2 separate regions of the Mus musculus genome follow, and region 1 is linked to region 2. A link is a contact called in public ChIA-PET data. All regions are on one chromosome and are shown on one strand. The core of a region is the stretch at or near the end of the contact, and the rest is flanking DNA. Distances in the headings are between cores, read along the strand shown.

Evidence for each region. ChIA-PET counts read pairs in DNA pulled down with a chosen protein or histone mark.
Region 1: a contact with region 2 is called in an RNA polymerase II ChIA-PET map of effector CD8 T cells, with 42 read pairs. The contact joins the enhancer-like site here to the promoter of Pacc1 in region 2. A contact is called at or near these places in 2 of 39 promoter capture datasets (the C10 cell line and pre-B cells), 2 of 484 Hi-C or Micro-C datasets (the G1E-ER4 cell line and nephron progenitors), 4 of 115 datasets of contacts at active chromatin or transcription factors (the 230-238 cell line, bone marrow-derived macrophages, effector CD8 T cells and 1 more) and 3 of 9 other capture datasets (adipose tissue, liver and pancreatic islet).

Annotation. Positions count from the first base shown.
Region 1 is chr1:191,442,275-191,449,000 of GRCm38.p6, reverse strand. Gm32200 (predicted gene, 32200) reads left to right here. Exons shown (of 6, transcript NR_151615.1): 3 at 3,415-3,435; 4 at 6,228-6,489. Among named protein-coding and RNA genes, the nearest start is that of Gm31987, 13 kb to the right of the region's middle. Within about 2 kb of position 2,395, at least 102 of the 459 cell types and tissues checked have an H3K27ac peak or open chromatin away from gene starts, as enhancers often do. A contact at or near this core is called in the 230-238 cell line, the G1E-ER4 cell line, effector CD8 T cells and 3 more, where this site is marked.
Region 2 is chr1:191,324,412-191,330,669 of GRCm38.p6, reverse strand. It overlaps Pacc1 (proton activated chloride channel 1), which reads right to left and starts at 4,768. Exons shown (of 8, transcript NM_025864.4): 1 at 4,594-4,768; 2 at 2,391-2,487. The coding sequence starts at 4,629.

The sequences.
Region 1 (6,726 bases), core at 1,146-3,645, 120 kb before region 2:
AATAAGATACACACACACACACACACACACACACACACACCAGTACTTAGAAGACAGAGGCAGGAGGATTTCTCTGAGTTTAAGACTGATGCACATAGTAGACTCCAGGTCAGCCAAAGACCAAGAGTGAGACCCTATCTTTAAAAGAAGACAAGGATGATGAAGAAAAGAGAACAGAATTGTGGGGACACGGGAAGGGAAAGGGTCCATCATCAGGAATCTGGTTGGATCCTTACCAACAGAGAAGCCAGAATTTCCACACAAGTATCAAGATTTTCTGTGATGGTCCCAACATCGAGACAGACAGTGTCCTTCCATATAAGGATAGTTCTTGTGACAATAACAATGAAGACCATGGTAAGGCCTCCTTGCTATCCCGGGTGTGTTCTAGAAACAGATCAATGACCTCACTGACAGTAGAGATAGCCTGCCTTCCTGTAACCCCTCTACCTTATCCACTGAAATCCAGCCTGCTGCCCTCAGGATCCACCCTGTAGCCCCATTTAGGTTCCTTAGCAACCCTTTAGAGGTAACAGCTTTGAACAACACCAAGCACAGGCTTCACAGCTACAGTGAAGACAGTGGGGAGTGGCTCTCTCAGAGATATCAGGCATACCTAGTCTCCTCGAATGCCTGTGCTTACCCAGCTCTTAGCAAATGCACAGCTCTGCTGCATACAGGCCCACCCCGAGAATCTCTTCTGCACTGAACCAAGGATTCCGTTTTACCTGAGACTAGTTTCCTGAAAGATGAAGAGAACTGCTCAGGCTACTGGTGATGGCAATGTGGAACTGTCTCTCTGTGCCTGCTGCCTCTGGTGGGAAGAAACACCTTGAGGGCTGTCAGCTGTGACTTCATCATGAAGAGCAGCCCTGGCAGACACAACCTTCCTACTTATGTCAGAAAAGCCTTTCTGTCTGCTGCTGGCTCACAACTACCTGCTGCACAACTTCATTTGCCTCTGACAACTGTCGGTCCACAGGGCAAAGCCCATTCCTTCCCTCCTTGCATGATCTTTCCACATTCTTGCCCTCACTCTCCCAAGGCCTTCCCCCCTACTCCCTGCCCCCCAGCAACCACCAGAGCTCCCTTCTTCCTGCCTCAGCAGAAAGACTTCATGATGGTTGTTTATATATGCAGGTGGACAGGTTGCCCTTCACCACAATGGACTCTGTCACAAGGATTTAACTGGACATTAACTTTCAAGGCTTACTGAGCAGCTATAAACAGAGGGGTACCAGTTAAGAGCAGGCAATACAGAGCCCGATCAAAGCCTGACTAGGTCTGGCCCTGCTAGCTGCCAGAGCGTGACTTGGGATAAACTTCTTCACTTTACCAGGCTTCAGTTTCTGTTCTGTAAAGGAAAGCCCATGTGTGTGTGTGTGTGTGTGTGTGTGTGTGTGTGTGTGTGGCTGTGTTGCCATAGCGACCGGAGGAAACAATGCATATTGTCACTCAGCATCACCTATGACAAGTATCTGCAATCCTTTATCTGCTGATCAACATGTAGAAGGTCTTGCTCATTAAAGGCCTTTGTATGCCGACTGCAAGTACAGAGAATGGTTCGTTTTGGTTTTGTCTTGCTTTTTGTTATTGTTGTTTTTGTCTGTTGGAGCAGAGTCTTGCTACATAGCCCAGGCTGCCCTGTTCTTCAGCCTCCCAAGTTCTGGGGTTATAGATGTGAGGCATTGTGCTCAGGACATTTTCTCATTATGAAAAATTTCAGATGTACAATAGAAAGAACTGCGTGGATGACACTCTTACACCTCGCATGATGGTCTTATTGCTTACATCTTATCATATACATCTATTTTTCTGGACTATTTCAATGTAGAGATATGTAGAGGTCAATTAAAATACATGACTACACATCTCTCAAAAATGAAGACATTCTCCTCACTCTTTCCTTTATTATGCTTTAAAAAAAGCTGACAATAGCTACCTCATCTCACCTGTTCTCAGGCCATGTAACATGTTCCTGCAATATCCAGCAATGTCTTCTAGAAGACTTTTTGTGTTTTCCAAACAAAAGTCAGTCAAAACCAGACATGGTATCTGTAATGCGATCACTTGGAAACTGAAACAGGAGGATCTCAAGTTTGAAGCCAGCCTCAGTTACCAAGTGAGCTAAAGCTGGTGTTGGCTCTCTCTCTCTCTCTCTCTCTCTCTCTCTCTCACACACACACACACACACACACACACACACACATTCACACATCCAGTCAACACCCTTACCCTGGATTTAGTTAGGATATATTTCTCCTCTGTTATTATAGAGCACAGTGCTGAAGATGCTCTGAGACCCACGTTATTACTGATTTAGCTGAATGAGCTGCTGGCAGCAGCCTCCTCCACCAAGGCCCTGCTGTCAAAGCAGGCCCTGAGATACAGGTGCACAAGGCGGGTTATGGAACTTGCTGGTTATTCATTAGCTCTACTACCCAGTGCTTCACGCTCTCTAGTTTTTGTTGTTGTTGTTCTGTATTCTCTGCTCTTGAACCTAACACGAAGGTGGTCAGTAAAAGAGGATAGAGGGGGGGCGGGCAGCTGTGGCAGCACACACTTGTAATCTCAGGAACTGGGAGCTACAGACAGGAAGGTCAGGAGTTCAAGGTCAGCCTGTGCTATATAGAAAGGTTGTCCTTAGCCCAGGTTACATAAGACCCTGCATCAAAAAAAATTTTTTTTTTTAAATTTAAATGTGGATGGAAAAGGATAGGCAGAAAGGGAAGAAGTCTCAGAGAGGGACCCCCTCCTTTGATCTGAGGAGTGTGGTTTCCTGCTGTGGAGTGCATTTCACTGAAGGAGACTGTGTTAGTCACCTTTCCCCTTGTTGTGACCAAACACCAACAAGAGCCGCTTGAGGAGAGAAGTGTTTGTTTTGGTTCATGCCTTGAACCGGCAGTCCACCACCGTGAGGAAGGCAGCTGGTCACGTTGCATCTGCAGTCAGGAGACCGATGGGTGCTTGTTTATCCGGCCGCCAGGTGCATCACCCACCTCAGATAAGCTAATCTAGAACTCTCTGCACAGCTGTGCCCGGAGGACTTGGCTCAAAGATGACTCTGGTGGTTTAAATAAGATGTGTCACCCCTATCTGCCCCCCAACTTCCCCACCCCCAACACACACACACACACACACACACACACACGCCATAGGCTCTAGTATTTGAATACTTGGTCCCCAGTTGGTAGAGCTGTTTGAAGACGTTCAGGAAGTATGGTCTCACTTCGGGGAAGTAAGCCATTAGGGGTGGGCTTTGAGGGTTTAAAACCTTACTTATGTCCACTCGGCTCTCCGACTCCTGTTTTTGAATGATGATGTAAGCTCTCCGTTCCTGCTCCACATGCCTACTGCTTGCTGCCATGGCTTTCCACCGTGACGTGACGGACTCTTGCCCTCTGGAACCGAAAGCCAAAATCAACTCTCTCTTGCGTAAGTTGTCTTTGGTCCTGAGGTTTCATCACAGCAACAGCAGATGTAACTAAGATTGCTGGGCATGGTGGCACATGGCTTTAATCCCAGGGCGCCAAAGGCAGAGGCAGGCAGATGTCTCTGAGTCTGACAAATTGGTGTACATAGCCAATTTCAGGGCAGTCGGGGCTACACAGAGAAACCCTGTCTCTAAATAAATAAATAAATAGATAGATAAATAAATAAATAAATAAATAAGTAGGTGACTCTAGGTCTTGCCAAGCTGACAGTTTACATAAACCACAGAGTCTGTCTTCCTTCCTGGGCTCCCCCAGACGTCTCTGAGACAAGATGGACATCTGGCATTGTCTAAATAGGAGTCTGCACTGGATTGTCTTTGCCTCTAGTCTCCCTAACAGGTGACTCCCACGTGATTCCGCACACAGCAATGACATTTCTGAGCACAAAATGAATCAAGAGGAATAAACGTGCTGTTGAAAGGGTGGGCTGTCAAGAATAGGCATGCTCCTCGGAGGGGAGAGGACTCTCAGCAGCAGACCTCAGAGCCCCAGACTCTGCCCTCCAGACACAACCAACATTGGTTCAAACGTCAGGTCTGGGTCAGAGGGTGAGCTAAATATTTTGAGAAGCTAGCTGGATGTTGTGCTATCCCCGCACTGTTAAGCTGATGCAGGAGGATCATGGGTTTGAAGTCAGTCTGGACTTAAAAAAACAAAACAAAAAAAAACACCTTTCTCTAAAGAACAAAGTTGAAGTCCTGGGGGGAATCCATGTGCAAGGCCTTGGGTTATCTGCACAGAAGCCTGACTGATTCTCATTCCTGGCTGACCGTGGCACCATGTCTCCCTCTTACCTTGCCCAGCTGTTGGCTTCTAGTCAAAATACACACAGCCATTTAATCATTAATCTGAGCAAAACATTGCTAGGGAGTTTCACTGTGGAGTCTGTATGCATGTACACACCACAGTTAATTGCTTGGCTATCTGGCTTTCTTGTTCTTCTCTGTATTTTTCTGGGCCTTGTCCCTCTCCATTTGTGGAGATGGCCATAAGTGATCTCATCAGGGAATTAATTGCTAAGAACTTTTTTGTTCTCTTCTTTGAAGGTGTGTGTGGGCACGTGTTTGGCTGTCGTGGACAGCTTATGTTCACAAGAAGTGAGTGACCTTGTCCATGGAATAGAGCGTGTATCTGTGACCAGGAAAAAGACCAGTGTTTGTATTTGGTGATGGTTTTATGCCTTGCTGTCAGTAGAGACATTTACAAGCTTGCTGACAGCCTAGGACTCCAAAAGTCATCATGGTGACTTAGCACATATAAATGCATCCTATTTTTATATTAATACCAGGGAGTGGAAGCTGAAAGATCAAACACAGAGGAGAATGGATTTGAGAGACACTGTTCAGAGCCACTGGAAGGCCTACAAAACTAGACTCAGTATGCTGTCATGTCCCCAGGATTTTCATTCCCCATTATGTGTGTGTGTGTGGGGGGGGGTGGTGGTGGCTAACTTTGAACTCCTAATCGTTCTGCCTCAGACTCCTGGGTACTGGGATTATAGACATGCACCATCATGCTTGAATTTTTCCCTCCTTCATTCGGCTTTCTTCCCTTTCTTTCTTCCTTCCTGTTTTAATATGCTTGTTAGTTCTTAAACTAATTCAGTGTTAAGGATAAAGAAATTAATAACACGTATCCTCAGCCCTCCTTGAACTCAGCAAAATCTAGAAATAAAGAAGAGAGAGAGAGAGAGAAAGAGAGAACATTAGTACATTGAGGATTTTCCAGTCTTGCTTGGGAGGGACGTGGGAAGCTTCCTGAAAGACATAACTGAGTGACTGACTAGAAGTGAAACTGAACCCAAGCCTTTTCCTTCTCAACAGACCAAGACATTCAACGTGGTTTAAGAATAGCATATGGAGGGGATAAAGTGGAGGGCTTTAGGGACATGAGCCTTCCATATTATTAGTCAGGGTTCTCTAGAGTAACAGAACTTATAGAATGAACACACACACACACACACACACACACACAGAATTTATTAGAGTTACTTATAGGGTGTGGTCCAGCTAATCCAACAATGGCTGCCTATGCATGGAAAGTCCAAGAATCCAGCAGCTGTTCAGTCCACAAGGCTGGATGTCTCAGCTGGTCTTTGGTATACGTCTGAATCCTAAAGAAGTGGTTAATGCCAGTGAAGGAATTGATTTGCTAGGGAGGATGAGAAGAAGCAAACAGAGGACGAGAGCTTCCTTCATCTATGTCCTGTATATAGGCTGCCAGCAGAAGGTGTGGTTCCAGGTAAAGATGGACCGTTGCACCTCAAAAGACATGGACGAAAGGTTTATCTCCTCACCTCAAAGATCCAGATTAGAAATGTGTTTCCCTACTTTGGATGATTTAATAAAGAAAAAAAAATCCCTTAGCTGTGTTGGTAGCACACATCTTTAGCCTCAGCACTTGGGGAAACAGAGGCAGGTGAATCTCTGAGTTCTAAGTGAGGTCTCCTTGGTCTACAGATCATGTTCCAGGACAGCCAGGGCTGTACGGAGAAACCCTGTCTCAAAAACCAAAAACAAAACCAAAAACAAAACAAAAACTTCCTGAAAGGTGTGTCCAGTTATTTGGGTTTTAGTTAATTCCAGATGTAGTCAAGTTGACAAAGCAGGGAGTCATCTCAGAGCACAGCAGGTTTTTATGTTACTAGGGACAGTCAGGACAGTCAGGAATAATAGTAATATGGTTTGAATCTAAAATACCTGCTCTTTCTCCCATCATGCTTTGATGATTTAGTCCCCATCTGGCAGTTCTTGGGGGACTTGCTGGAAGAAGCTGTCATCCAGGAGATGGCCTTTGGAAATTACACCTTGGTCCTTGGCTCTGCCCTGTTCTCCTCCCTGGTCCAATGCAATGTCGGGGAACTTGAACCACACACTCCCACCGTCACAGACCAAGCTGTACGTCTTGCCCATCCCTGCCATGGAGGACAGAAGCCTCTGAGATCATGAGTCACATGACTAACACAGATGCACCATTCCATTCTGGGAAAGGACAGGTGACTCACTCCTAGATGTCTGGGCTTGTTTCAAGGCACAGGTTGAAACAGCTAGGTTGACAGGAGCTGAAAAAAGAGGCTGGGAGAGGGGCAGGGGCAGGGGCAGGGGCAGGGGCAGGGGCTGTGGCTGTGGCTGTGGCTGTGGCTGTGGCTGTGGCTGGGGCTGGGGCTGGGGCTGGGGCTGGAGCTGGAGCTGGGGGGGCTTGGGCTGGGGGCTAAGAGGCCACATGCTTGTGT
Region 2 (6,258 bases), core at 3,519-6,018:
TGGACCTAAGAACTGATACTGGCCCAGAAAGACATCACATGAGCTCATTCACTCACATGGACTCTAAAACAGCTGACCTCGCCAGTGGATGCCAGAAACAGGGAGGGGAGCGTGAGAGAGGGGAGCCAAGGGTATTAAGACAGTAGACAGGAGCAGTGTGTCCCAAGGCACTACTGCACAGCAGGGACATCCAATTAGCAGCAATAAGTCACATATTTCAAAATAACCAGAAGAGATTTTTAATGGTTTTTAACACAAAGTGATAAGCATATGAGATTATACACTGATTTCCATGATAGAATCCTCAGGGAATGTACACATGTACTGAAATACCACAGTGAAACCCACAAATACAGACAGTTATGGGTCAACTTAAAAATAAGCCAGACTGGGCTGGTGAGATGGCTCAGTGGGTAAGAGCACTGACTGTTCTTCCAAAGGTCCTGAGTTCAAATCCTAACAACCACATGGTGGCTCATAGCCACCCCTAACGAGATCTGATGCCTGGTACATCTGAAAACAGCTACACAATGGACTTATGTATAATAAACAAACCAGACCAGTAAGATGGCTTCATGGGCAAAGACACTTGCAAAGCCCCATAGTCTGAGTTCAATTCCTGGAACCCACACAGTGGAAGGAGATCTGGCTCCCACAAGCTGTCCCCTGACCTCCACAATGCCCACCCTTCCCTCTTTCATACAGAATAAACAAATATTTTTTTAAAGCCACCAGTCAGTAGGTAGAGAGGGGTCAGAGTGTCTAGAGGGGTCAGGTCTGTCTCCATGCTTCACCAAGTCTGAGTCTGCAGTCTGTGTCTAGAAAATGAAGATGCGGGCTGGAGAGATGGCTCAGCAGTAAGAACACTGACTGTTCTTCCAAAGGTCCTGAGTTCAATTCCCAGCAAGCACATGGTAGCTCACAACCACCCGTAATGAGATCTGATACCTTCTTCTAGTGCATCTGAAGTCAGCTACAGTGTACTTATGTATAATAATAAATAAATCTTTTACAAAAATAAATAAAAGAAAAAAAGAAAATATTCAATCCAAAAAATAATAAGGAAAAGAAAAGAAAATGAAGACGCCAACTAGCAGGGGCTGGTGAGATGGCTCAGTGGGTAAGAGCACCCGGCTGCTCTTCCAAAGGTCCGGAGTTCAAATCCCAGCAACCACATGGTGGCTCACAACCATCCATAACGAGATCTGATGCCCTCTTCTGGTGCATCTGAAGACAGCTACAGTGTACTTACATATAATAAATAAATAAATCTTTAAAAAAAAAAATAAAAACCAAAAAATAATAAGGAAAAGAAAAGAAAATGAAGACGCCAACTAGCAGGGTTCTTTTGAGAATGAAATGTGGTCGTTAGGAAAGTTGTGGGAGAGAAGCTAGCTGCTCTACTGCTTCCAAGGTCTCCTGTAGGTAGTGGGCAGAATCACAGGACTTCCTGTCCCCCCAAGACAGAGGAACTAAAAGACAGAGCATACCTCCTCAGCTTCCCCAAAGAGCTGGAACCAGGCTGGGCTCTGTCTACTTGCTAACCCACTCACTTAGCCACCTGCCCACCCCAGCTCCCACAAGGAGCAGGAACCAGAAAGATGTCTTGGTGGGCAAAGACACTTGCTAAGCCCCACCGCCTGAGTTCAATTCCTGGAATCCACACAGTGGAAGGAGATCTGATTCCCACAAGCTGTCCCCTGACCTCCACAATGGCTACCCTTCCCTCTTTCACACAAAATAAGCATGGATACAAGTTTGGGCTCCTAGTATCTATGCACGTCAGGTGCTCACATCTCCAATGCCACCTCCCGGTTTCCGTGAGCATCCTCACATAAGGGGCATGTGCCCAGACACACAGACACACAAATAGAAATGTCTTAAAAATGGGGTTGAGAATTCCAGAAGCAGGAATTAAACAACAGAGGTGGTACCCATGGGCACACAGACATGTAGGACGCATATACCCAGCTCAAGGAAACCACTGAGGCATGAGCCTAAGTAGAGTATGAAGCAGGGAAACAGCCTAGGTGAGCCACCCACCAGGCAGCAGGGCTGGGGAGGCCTGACGAGAGGTTTTCTCCCATGGGGCTCTGGGACATGATCAGGGCATTAAAGACATGCTGGCCAGCACCTCCTTGGGGAAAAAGAATGGCCTGGCTTCAGGAACTGGTTCCAACCCCACTATCAAGAACACAGACCTTGAAAAGGCACGTCCTCCAGCTGGAGGCTGATTAAATATGTAGAGCTTTAGAACCGGGCAGACCTTGAGACCCAACTCCAGGGTACAAGTGTGGAGGAGAGGAGATGTCCCCTCCCTCTGCTGGCAAGGTGCCTAGACTGGGCCTCCAGCTGTAGCAGCACACAGCCAGCATCCTAAACCCACTCACCTGGCACGACACCTGGACCTTGTACTTGGACCAGCTCCTTGTCTCGTTCGTCTGCCTGCTCCGAGTTCTCAACCACCTGCTCCAACTCCTCGCTGAGCTGAAGGAGAAGGCGTGAACAGTTTAGCTGGACTGGCCTTGCCTTTCTAGGCTAAAAAAAAAAAGCAGAAGCTGCCATCCACATAACCGTCACACATGCACAAAGGCCACATGACACAGGATGTGTGAGACCAAGTCCTCTGTCTTCTCTCACAGAAGTTTCCTGGGAAACTACAGGAAAGGATTTAGCAGGGCTGGCTCGATGAGCAGTGAGGGAGACCTGTATTCCCAGCCTGTCTCCTAGCTTCTGCTGATTACCCTGGCATTCTCAGGGCTATTGGTAGCTGTGCCTGATGTCTAACCCCTGCCTCCATTTTTACAGGGTCCCCTGCAGTGTGCACCCCCTTGGGGTACATCTTTAAGGACAATCATAATGATCGATTCAGAGCCCAACGCTTGTCATTGTGCAATAACCCAAAGTGACTCTAGTTCCGAGTCCAAACAGGACAAGTACTGGAGTCACCCTTCAGCATCTCCCAGAGCCACAGTCAGTTAGTGAAACAGAAATCACGCCACCTTGGTCTCATTCCAAAGCCCACGGTCCTAACCACTTCCTAGAGGAAGAGGAAATGTGGCTTAGAGTCCACTCAGAGAAAAAAAACTGACAACAGCAAAACTGGTGTCTCCGTGGGACACTAAAGCCCACAGATGTGGGTGCAAATGGCAAAGCAGGGGCGACAGATGTCCAGGTACCAGGCAACCGCAATCTAGCTCAGCAGTCTTCTCACATGACCTGTCAGACGGGAGAAATCTTGCTGCTGAGAAAGCAAAGTCCGGGATCAGTGTCCCATCATTTTAGGCAGGTGAACCCCGTGGTTTGCAGGGGTCCAGCCCAGGCTCATCGGGATATCACATGAAAAGGTACCTTTTCTCCACTCAGAGACAGGGTCTCATGTAATCCAGGCTGGCTTCAAACTCACTATAGTGGAGAATGACCTCGAATTTCTGGGCCTTCAGCCTCTACCTCCTAGTACTAAGCAAGTACTGAACCATCTCGGCTACAGACACCCCCAGCCCTCAGAGATCTTTCACATTTACCCTAGATGATTTACATAAAAGAAAAAAAAACCAAAACAACAACAACAAAACAAAACAAAACTCAAGAGGGACAGTGGTCCCAAGAACCCAGGTATAGTGGCAATCCCCGTCCCTCCAATCGCCTTCTTGATACTCAGCAGCCAGCACAAGCCTTTGCCTATCCCAGGCCAAACTTCTCAGAAAGCTCCTTTCTAGAGCGGAACCTCAGCAAATACCTAATTTCATTAGGTCCGCTCTCAAAACAACCCGGGCAAGAAAGATGCAAGCCAGTCTTCTTGGGACTTCAAACAGATCTGAAGAACGCAAAGGGAGGCGGGGCCTCTTTAACGCCTTCTACCATTAGGCACGATTCCAGTGAGCACCTGAATCTATCTACTTGTGGCCTTGCTCTGCGAACAGGACAACAGCCTGTATTTCAATACATTATCTTATAAGCTCTGCTACACTGCGGTCCTCTGAAGCTAGTACCCCAAAACTCCGCAGAAGCAAGAGCTGTCTGCATCCTGGTATTCACCCGGGATCATCAGTGACCCCAGGGCGCTGAGTTCAGCACGCTGCTAACTCGTTTGGAGAGTGTGAGTTTCCAGTGTGGCCAGGGCCTCCGTGGGTGGAGACGGACATGGAGACAAGCTAAGGTTGGGCTGCTCCGGTTGGACAAGGTCTAACGGCATGGGGCGGCTGCACGGCCTCGAGCAAACCTGGACAGTGGTGGCTGACGGCTAAGGATGCGGCGTCGCGGAAAGACACCCAGGCAGGGCAGAGCCGGGGAAGCCCCACACCAGAGGAACAGAAGGGGCCCGGAGCCAGCGCGGCTCTGCGAAGGGAAGCGGGAGGTTCGGGCGACAGACAAAGGGCTGCTGGGGTTCTGGGGAAGGCGAGGAGCTGCCGAGGAGCTGCTGGCCACACGCGTTCCCCACAGCCAGACTCCAGGGTCCCTTGTTATCCCCGCGTGCCGGGACCACGCAGGGGCTCCACCTGCTGCAGAGCCCGCATGCCACGGAGTGCCAATCATCCACCTGCACCGGGGTCGCGGCGCCCTGCCCGCCCTCCGCGCCCGTCCGGTCCGCACCTCCTGGTAGGACGTGGAGAGTTCTTGTCGGATCATGGCACTGGCCCTCTACGGCTCACCAGGGACCGCGACGCCGCAGGAGGCGCGAGCTCCAAGATGTGCCCGCTCTACTAAGCAAGACCCGCTCTAGTCTACCGCCCAAGACCAGGCGTGGCGGCGCTCAACGCATGCGCATCTTTTGCTGCCGCCGCGGGCGACGCTGGGAGTTGTAGTTCTAGGTGCCGGGAGCGGTGGGGAAAGCACCAGCTGGGCTCAACCTCCCGCTAGAGAGGCAAGCAATAGCCTCGCACTTCCTCTCTTTGTTACAGGCAGAAAAATGGAGTGCCTGAGTGCAGCATGGCACAAAGGCCAGTCGGAGCGCCCAGTAAGGGGAGAGGAAACTGGGCCTTGCGGTTTATAATGACAATAAATGTCCAAAGAGCCCTTTGTGTACCAAGCTCTCCGTACGCTTACGTCTTGATCCTTCAAGGAATCCTGCAAAGGAAACTTTTTTTCTCTCTCTCTATTTTACAGATTAGTACACTGAGGTAATGAGGATACCTTCTGTCAGTAAGGATAGGGAGAGAGTGATGATCGAGAAGTTATTTCATCTGAGAAAGGAATAACAAAATTCTAGAGTTCAACAAGGCTTGTGACAGCCAGCAGTCGATATGGACTGTGTGAAACAACCCTGGCTCAGGTTGCACCTTCCAGAGCCAAGCAATGGGTTGCAATAGTTGTATAGTTTACTAAGGTTCCTGTAGAGTGTGTGTAAGTACCTGTGGCTGGTACCGCCATGAGGTAGTCAGCTGGCTATCTGAGTCTATGTAAGACAGCCAGGGCAGAAGGTGGAGCCCAGCAGGATCTGCTCTTGGTTGATAGACATTTTCTCTCTCTCAGTGACACAGATATAGGCCAGATTAAAAATAGATAAAGACGGGTTTATTAGCTGGCAGCTCTCAGGAGGGTTCACCAATCTCACAGGTGGGGGTCAGCAAAGTCCCACTCCTAGAATAAAGCAAGGCAGTTTTATAGGTTTTAGGCAAGGAGTGATGACCTGCCAGCTAGGAGCTAGTCTTGTGTCCATACATGGTCAAAACCTAAGCCCCTGGGTGGGCACTCTTGGTGGGATGCTGGAAACAGGGAGACAGGAGTGATGATGTGTTAGCCAGGAGTTTTCTCCAAGCAGACAGGAGTGGCGGTAGGGTGTCTCTGTGGGGGCAGGGTTGGGGAAGGAGAGCAGGCGTGGTTTCCCTACCTTGTGCAGGGGGTGAGCAGGGGTTCCAGCCTAATATTGGTCATGGCATCCAATTGCCTCATCTGGTAAAAGCTCTTGCTTATATGTCAGAATGAGCATCGGAAGGAAGACTTAAGAACTTAGCAGATCTCTGGTAAAAGTTTAACATTTTTATCAAAGTGTGCCAGGGAGAAGTGGGCTCCTCTCTTTGTGTCTTACCACCACTCTTCCCTGCCCTGCCACCTGGTCCTCTGCTCTTCCATCTATTAAATGGGCCAGAATGTAGACAAATGCGCACTTGATGGTTGCCAAAACTTTGGGAAGCAGCTATAGACAGTCAGTATGTGTAGCGCTTAATACCATGTAGGTACCTAACGAATTCTGGGTAAGTTCATTAATGGAATACCAGTTTACATCTCATTTAATGAATGTTATTGTACCAGCTGGTT